2 separate regions of the Ovis aries genome follow, and region 2 is linked to region 1. A link is a contact called in public Hi-C data. All regions are on one chromosome and are shown on one strand. Each heading gives the region's core, a stretch centred on a gene start, on an enhancer-like site or on the middle of the called end of the contact. The rest is flanking DNA. Distances are from core to core; before and after follow the strand shown.

What was found. A called contact is a pair of places that touch in the nucleus more often than the background predicts.
Region 2: a Hi-C map of liver shows a contact between it and region 1, with 2.0 times the contacts expected there. The contact joins the promoter of MRPS28 here to the enhancer-like site in region 1. A contact is called at or near these places in 2 of 16 Hi-C or Micro-C datasets (liver and skin fibroblasts).

What each region holds. Positions count from the first base shown.
Region 1 is chr9:56,124,613-56,128,752 of ARS-UI_Ramb_v3.0, reverse strand. No RefSeq gene overlaps it. Among named protein-coding and RNA genes, the nearest start is that of HEY1, 73 kb to the right of the region's middle. Within about 2 kb of position 2,007, at least 4 of the 54 cell types and tissues checked have an H3K27ac peak or open chromatin away from gene starts, as enhancers often do. A contact at or near this core is called in liver, where this site is marked.
Region 2 is chr9:56,320,387-56,324,890 of ARS-UI_Ramb_v3.0, reverse strand. It overlaps MRPS28 (mitochondrial ribosomal protein S28), which reads left to right and starts at 3,147. Exons shown (of 3, transcript XM_027973077.2): 1 at 3,147-3,380. The coding sequence starts at 3,165.

The DNA.
Region 1 (4,140 bases), core at 758-3,257:
CATCTTCTGTATGTAAGCCCTGCTAGCCTTCAAGGCCACAGATTCCAGGGGTTTCTTCCTGGTGCAGGACCCCAGGACTGGGGAGCCTGACATAGGGCTTGGATCCTTTGTACTTTGGTTAGAACCACTACGATGATGATTATCCTATTTATACATTGTCTACCTTGGCTTTGTGGATCTTGACGGTACTGCTTCTCTGCCCCTCCTACCTATCTTGTTCTGGTTCCTTCTTCTCTTTTTTAAATTAATTAATTAATTTTTGACTATGCTAAGTCTTCATTGATGTGTGTGGGTTTTCTTTAGTGTGGTGGTGGGAGATACTTTTTTTTAAGTTTATTTTTTTAATTGGAGGAAAATTGCTTTATAATGTGTGGTGAGTGGGAGATACTTTTTTTTAAGTTTATTTTTTTAATTGGAGGAAAATTGCTTTATAATATTGTGTTGGTTTCTGCTATACAACAGTGCAAATCAGCCATAATTATACATATATCACTTCCCTCTTGAGCCTCCCTCCCCTCACCCTACTAGGTCATCACAGAGTGCCAGAAGACCTAAATAGACATTTCTCCAAAGAAGACATACAGATGGCAAATAAACACATGAAAAGATGCTCAACATCACTAATTATTAGAGAAATGCAAATCAAAACTACAGTGAGGGAGCTACTCTTCATTGCAGTGCACAGGCTTCTCATTGCAGTGGGAAAATAAAAAGGCTTAGAATCAATATGCAACACAGACCTTCAAAGAACATGGCTTTTCCAGTGGTTCCCTTGATGGTTAAGTTTGATTTTTCATGTTGGAGCACTACAGGGGCAATTGAGAATCAGAGAATAAGCTTGATGCATCTTACTGAAGCTTTCATTTTATTAGAAATTATGGGAGAATTTTATATTCATATAAACATGAATGTATGATAGAGTAGACTGAAAAACAGTCAAGATTTTTAAAGACATGAAATTGAATTTGAATTTCATGCTAGTGGATGGGTTATTTGTGGAAAAGATCTTGTAGATTCCTTATTAGGGGCCATGGGAAACTCCGTGAATAATGTCAAGATTTCTACCTAGAATCATAATCCTCTCCCTTGTTAGTTTTTAAGTAATATTTTCTTCTTTGTCAAGTACACCCTGTGTGAATATATGACATTTAATAACATGCCAGATTCTCCAGGCTTCCCAGGCAGTGCTAGTGGTAAAGAACCCACCCGCCCAGTGCAAGAGACATAAGAGACGTGGGTTTGACCCTTGGGTCGGGAAGATCCCCTGGAGAAGGAAATAGCAACCCACTCTAGTATTCTTGCCTGGAGAATCCCCTAGACAGAGGAGCCTGGTGGGTCACAAAGAGTTGGACACGAATGAAGCCACTTAGCATTCACACAGATTCTCCAGGGCTTCTTGATTCATAGATGCAGAGGAAGAATAACAATCACGAGATTAACCTCAGCATGCTTGTTGCATATCTATGACATGCTTGGTTAAGTATGTTTTCTAAATATGGTTCCTTTTTTATTTGCCTTGCTAAGATAAATGGGAAGGACGTGGGAGAGACCAGAATGGAGGAAAATGGAAATGGCAAAGCTATTTCCAATGTTTAAAAAAGGATGGGGTTGTGAGAAGAGAGTGCATTCAAGAAGCAAGGCTTAGCACTAGGCATGTTGGCTCACATGCAGTCCAGTTAGCCTGCCCAGGGACAATGGCTTGACAATCACCAAGGTGAGTAAACACAGACAACTCCTGGATCCAAGCCCAGGTTCACGACATCACCCCACACCTTTAGTCCCTCCTCCAGCTCAAGTTCATAGCTCAGCAATCGGGCAATTGGCAACAAAATACAAAGAACAACTGGAAAGGGAAATGAAAATTTATTACTAGCTTCAATTTTCTCTGGGGGAAATAATGTAGGTTTTTCTTATGTATGAGAGGAAGGCCCAGACTACAGGATGAATCCCGTTAGGACATGCAGACTCTGTAGCAGTACAAGGTAGTCACTTCAGGTGGTTTCCTCTCCAGCTATTAAGGCATGAATATCAAATGGCATTTGAGAGACAACAAAGCTTTGTATAAATGTTAGCCCTCTGGGCTGTTGAGATGCATTCTAGAATATGAAGCCTCATAAATAGCTAGTTTGGAAACCCCTGCCCCGCTCTGTGCTTGATCCCTGGTGTTCTACCCTTAGAGCTGGATCAGGTTGACTCTTTGAACCTTGTGAAATTGTAAATATCCCTGGGAAGGGTGTTAACTTTTCTGCGTCACTGTGTGGTTGTGAAAGAAGAGAGTGGAACATGGCAGCTGATCTTAGTTCTAGTTACAGCTCTGCCGCTGGAGTTCTGTGACTGTGGGCATGGCAATTCTTTCCATTTCCATGACCTCATCTGTACACACAGAGACTGAACTAGATGATCTCTAATGTTCCCTTCAGGTTCTGCTTTCTATGAGTCAAGGAGGAAAGGCAGTGTGAGCAGGAACTTCAGAATGGGGATCTGAGTGAGCAAGGGGGATTCCGCCCTCAGGGCAAAGGGCCCCAAATGGAAAGGCAGGCACCCAAATGCCAGATTTGGCTGTACATCTATCTAAATGATCATAATGGTAATAAAAACTATTCCTAGAGCCTGTTCGGTGCTCCTGCTGTCTTATTACCCTTTATCTTAAGTACTCAGGGCTTCCCTCGTGGCTCCGACAGTAAGGAATCTGCCTGCAATGCAGGAGACCCAGGTTTGATCCCTGTGTTAGGAAAAACCCTGGAGAAGGGACTGGCAACCCACTCCAGTATTCTTGCCTGGAGAATTCCATGGAGAGAGGTGCCTGGTGGGCTGCAGTCCATGGGGTCACCAAGAGTCAGACACAACAGTTTCACTTTCACTTCAGTATTCATGATTGAGGAGAACTGCTGATGTGTGGCGGAGAAGGAAATGGCAACCCACTCCAGTATTCTTGGCCTGGAGAATCCCAGGGACGGGGAGCCTGATGGGCTGCCATCTATGGGGTTGCACAGAGTTGGACACGACTGAAGTGACTTAGCAGCAGCAGCAGCTGATGTGTGGGACCACAATACATGCATCCCTGAGTAGTTCTGCACTGTCTCCTAAGTCCTACAAACATCCTTGAGAATCAGCCAGTGCCAATCTGCCTCCACGGTGTGGTGGGAGAGATGTGTTTGTACTTATCCAGCTTATTAGCCTTACCTCATCTCAAGAACTTGCCAGATACAAAAGGTGACAATAGACCTGCGTTGGGATGGAACTAAATTTGAGGACAAACAGTTGAGAAGGTATGGAATACCCAGATGTAGGTGTCCAGCAGGCAATTGGAAACATGGGTCCAGGGGCAAGGAGAGACCTGGATTTAGGAGTTATTCATACACAAGGGGTAATTGGTGGCCATGATCTTCCAAGTTTTTTTTTTTCTTAATGAAACATACTGATTGCGTATTTTATTTCCTTTAATCTACAGCATAAATTGGAGTTTCCCTGGTGGCTAAGGTGGCAAAGAATCTGCTTGTAATGCAGGACACCTGGGTTCGATCTCTGGGTTAGCAAGATGCCCTGGATAAGGGAATGGCAACCCACTCCAGTATTCTTACCTGGGAAATCCCAGGGACAGAAGAGTCTGGAGGGCTACAGTCCATGGGGTCGCAAAGTGTCAGATACAACTGAGTGACTAACACACATACACAGCATAAATTAGATGGCATGACACAGAACTTGACAAATATTTGAATGATTTATGTGTGCCAAAGTCCTAAACATAGCTACTTCTGATCAAATGGCTCAGGAGACGGTTAGGGCTGAAATTAGGATGTGTCTTGATGAGAACAGTTTTCAATTCTGATTGTGTTCTTCCCACAATGTCTCCACTGGTAAAACAGGGAGAGCTCAGTCTGTTTCATTTCAATTAAGACAGAGCTCCCTAGTCAGTAGGCGGTTTAGGGGAGTCTTCAGGCTCTTTGAGGTGGAGGTGCAGGGCTGAGAGGCAAGCAGGATGTGGGGAAGCTGGCTAGCGCTAGCGTGCATGTGCTAAATTGCATCTGACTCTTCGAGACCCCATGGATTGTAGCCCACCAGGAGCCTCTGTTCATGGGATTTGCCAGGCACGAATATTGGAATGAGTTCCAGGGACTGAACCCAGTTTCTTGCATTGGC
Region 2 (4,504 bases), core at 1,898-4,397, 190 kb before region 1:
TATGAGCCACAGTCAGCTCCTGGTCTTGTTTTCACTGACTATATAGAGCTGCTTTTTCAGCTACAAAGAACAGACTAAATCTGATTTTGGTATTGACTATCTGGTGATGTCCATGTGTAGAGTCATCTCGTTTGTTGTTGAAAACGGTGTTTGCTATGATCAGCATGTTCTCTTGGCAAAACTCATTAGGCTTTGCCCTGCTTCATTTGGTACTCCAAGGCCAAACCTGTCTATTACTCCAGGTATTTCTTGACTTCCTACTTTTGCATTCCAGTCCCCTGTGATGAAAGTTCAGTTCAGTACAGTTGCTCAGTCGTGTCCAACTCTTTGCAACCCCATGAACCACAGCACACCAGGCCTCCCTGTCCACGAACTTCCAGAGTTTACCCAAACTCACGTCCATTGAGTCAATGATGCCATCCAACTATCTCATCTTCTGTTGTCCCCTTCTCCTCCCACCTTCAGTCTTTCCCAGCATCAGGGTCAGTTCTTCGCATCAGGTGGCCAAAGTATTGGAGTTTCAGTTTCAACATCAGTCCTTCCAATGAACTGCTCTCCTTTAGGAGAGGACTGCTCTCCTTTAGGATAGACTGGTTGGATCTCCTTGCAGTCCAAAGGACTCTCAAGAGTCTTCTCCAACACCACAGTTCTAAAGCATCAATTCTTTGGTGCTCAGCTTTCTTCATAGTCTAACTCTCACATCCATACCTGACTACTGGAAAAACCATAGCCTTGGTTAGATGGATCTTTGTTGACAAAGTAATATCTCTGCTTTTTAATATGCTACCAAGGTTGATCATAGCTTTTCTTCCAAGGAGTAAGCGTCTTTTAATTTCATGGCTGCAGTCACCATCTGCAGTGATTTTGGAGGCCAAAAAAATAAAGTCAGCCACCGTTTCCCCATCTATTGGCCATGAAGTAATGAGACCGGATGCCATGATCTTCGTTTTCTGAATGTTGAGCTTTAAGCCAACTTTTTCACTCTCCTCTTTCACTTTCATCAAGAGGCTCTTTAGGTCTTCTTTACTTTCTGTCATAAGGATGGTGTCATCTGCATATCTGAGGTTATTGATATTTCTCCTGGCAATCTTGATTCCAGCTTGTGCTTCATCCAGCCCAGTGTTTCTCATGATGTACTCTGCATAGAAGTTAAATAAGCAGGGTGACAATATACAGCCTTGACGCACTCCTTTTCCTATTTGGAACCAGTCTGTTTTTCCATGTCCAGTTCTAACTTGCTTCCTGACCTGCATTCAGATTTCTCAAGAGGGAGGTCAGGTGCTCTGGTATTCCCATCTCTTTCAGAATTTTCCACAGTTTATTGTGATCCACACAGTCAAAAGCTATGGCATAGTCAATAAAGCAGAAAGATGTTTTTCTGGAACTCTTGCTTTGTCGATGATCCTGCGGATGTTGGCAATTTGATCTCTGGTTCCTCTGCCTTTTCTAAAACCAGCTTGAACATCTGGAAGTTCACAGTTCATGTATTGCTGAAGCCTGGCTTGGAGAATTTTGAACATTAATTTACTGGCATGTGAGACGAGGGCAACTGTGTGGTAGTTTGAGCATTCTTTGGCATTGCCTATGATGAAAAGGACATCTTTTTTAGATGTTAGTTCTAGGAGGTCTTGTAGATTTTCACAGAACCATTCAACTTCAGCTTCTTGAGTCTGAGTAAGGTCTGGGAGATGGTGATGGACAGGGCAGCCTGGTGTGCCACAGTCCACTGGGTCATAAAGTCAGACTCGACTAAGCAACTGAACAACAAAGGTTAGTCCACTTGTGTTCTTTCTACTGTCTACACAATTGAGGAGAATATCAGAGTTTTAAAATCCATAGTCAAAAGCATTATTGGGGATTCTCTGGTGGGCCCACTGGCTGGGATTCTGAGGTTTCACTGTCCAGTTCAGGGTTTAGTCACTGGTCAGGAAAATAAGCTCCCTACAAGATGCCTGGCCTGGCCAAAAACAAAAGTCTCACAGTCAAAAGCATTATTACAGGGTCTGGGGTCATACATAAAAATTCCTCACCACAAAGTACTTGCAAATGCGATGGAACAGTACTTGCTCAAGTAAATAATTGTGTATTATAAAAATGCTGGGTAGAAGGATGGACAGCTTAATTCATTAACACAACTGTGGTATTCAGCTCAGTTTTGAAGAAGGTGGGCAATTCTGGCAATTAACATGGCGCCGGAAGGGAGAAAATCATAAGTGAGCGTGGGTCCTCTGGGTAGTGCATATCTAGGCATTAGGAACTTACTCCCTAAGAGAAAGGATTGCAGCCAGAGGTGACCCAAAACGTCTCAAATTAGTATTTTTGTAACATGGCTGGGCTGACCACAGAATAGGCAAAGAAGGACACACTTGGATCCCCAAATGGTTAAGCCCTACCACGTGCTCGCTGTCAGGGATTCAACAGCACAATTCCTGCCGTCATCAGTTCAGTTCAGTCGCTCAGTCATGTCCGACTCTTTGCGACCCCATGAATCGCAGCATGCCAGGCCTCCCTGTCCATCACCAACTCCCGGAGTTCACTTAGATTCGCGTCCATCGGGTCAGTGATGCCATTCAGTCATCTCATCCTCTGTCGTTCCCCTTCTCCTCCTGCCCCCAGTCCCTCCCAGCATCAGTCTTTCCCAATAGAGTTCATAACTTCAGAGCACATGCTAAGCACAATTATTGTAAGTAAACTACATGGCATATTAATAAGTGTTAAGTGGCGGGGGTCCGATAGTATTTGGAGTTCCTATTCTACGTAAGATAGTCAAGGAGAACCTCGCAGTTGAGCAAAGCCCTGAAGAGCGGTGGGGGTAAGAACCTTCGGACATTCTGGGGAAGGACGAGGGAGGCGGGGGTAGCAAGTGTCGCATTACTAGAATTTACAGCAGCACAAGGCCCAAGGGGTACCTCGGAGGGCGAAATCGCTGCGAGTCAGAAGGCTTTCCAGGAAAAACTTAGCGGGCCGCTGCTACCAGGGGCTAGCTGCTAGCCATCAAAGATTTTCTCCACCAACCAGAAGCTCTCTCGACCCACACTTGGCCGAACCACCGACCAGACCACGCCCACCGCCCACGGGGCTCTGCAATGGGCGGCCCCTCGTTGCTCCGCCCCGCGACCTGCGCGCTTGCGGAGAAGCCAAAGGTCAGAGGTCGTGGATCCGTCATGGCGGCGCTGTGTCGGACCCGTGCCGTGACTGCCGAGAGTCATTTTCTGCGAGTGTTTCTCTTCTCTCGATCCTGTCGAGGAGCAGGCACTGAGAGTGGCTCCGGAAGCGAGAGTTCTGATTCCACGGAGCCTAGGCCGCGCCCAGGCGGCTTCGCGAGCGCTTTGGAACGGCTCTCGGAGCTGCAGCGGAAGGCGGAGCTCGGCCGGACGAGGGTGAGTCGCGAGAGCTAAGCCAGGCACTCGTTGGCGGGCGGGGCCGGAGCTGGGGGCGGAGTCTGGAGGCGGGGTTGAAGGCGGAGTCAGGATGGAACCGGGGGGCAGGGCGGAGTTTGACGTCGTTGTTGGGCTCGGCTAAGTTGGGTGAGACCGAGAGGCGGGGCCGGGGGCGGGGCCCAGCGTAGGAAGTAAAGTCTGGGCTGGTCACTTGGAACAGTGTGCGTTCGTGCTTTTCCTCGGTTTGTTGTATTTCTGTATGGTATCTACATTTTGGGCCTGCGTTGTCCGCACTCCTTTGCACGCGTCTTCTGAATTGAGTGCTAGAAGGGAAACCAGCAGCGAGAGCTGCCGGCGGCGCGTCTAGGGCGACTCCTGGGACTCCGAGTGGGACTCACGCTGGAAGAGGCTGGGCTCTCGGCTTCTCTGGTGCACAGTAGCTGCAGCGTGGAGCTTAGTGTCTGGTGTCCCAGGCTCTTCAGAAATATTTCTCAAGTCAGTGGATAGGTAAATGACAGAATTAGTGTCACTATGAAGTTGAGCAAGTAATTTAACCTATCAGTGCTTCACTTTTTCTGTAAATGACCTTAAAAAAAAATCCATCTGCCCCAGCCAATAATTCTGTAAAGTACGATAAAATTATTAGATAGGTGAAATGGAAGAAATAGGCAGAAATACAAATTAGATTTTTTTGAGCTAGCGAGCTAGCAGACATAAAGTTGGCAGTATTAAACTGTATAAAAATAAACTCCCAATTTCTGTACTTAGCCCCTTGTGAACCAGTGCCAAACAGTTCACAGACGGGTAGTGTCCTGGGTTACAGAAAACTGCAGTGCTTGACTCTTAGTGGGCAGTCCGTGTTTGCCAGATGCATGAATGAAGGAATAGAACGCACAGTGCACATTTGAACTTTAAGACAGCCCGGGCAGTCTTTGAATTGGAGATCTCCGTGTGACTGCTCACAAACAGTTGAACAAGTGAGGATAGCACAGGCTTGAGCACGTTAATAAAACGGGCTAGTCCAGAATAATCAATCAGGAGAAGGCAATGGCACCCCACTCCAATACTCTTGCCTGGGAAATCCCATGGACGGAGGAGCCTGGTGGGCTGCAGTCCATGGAGTT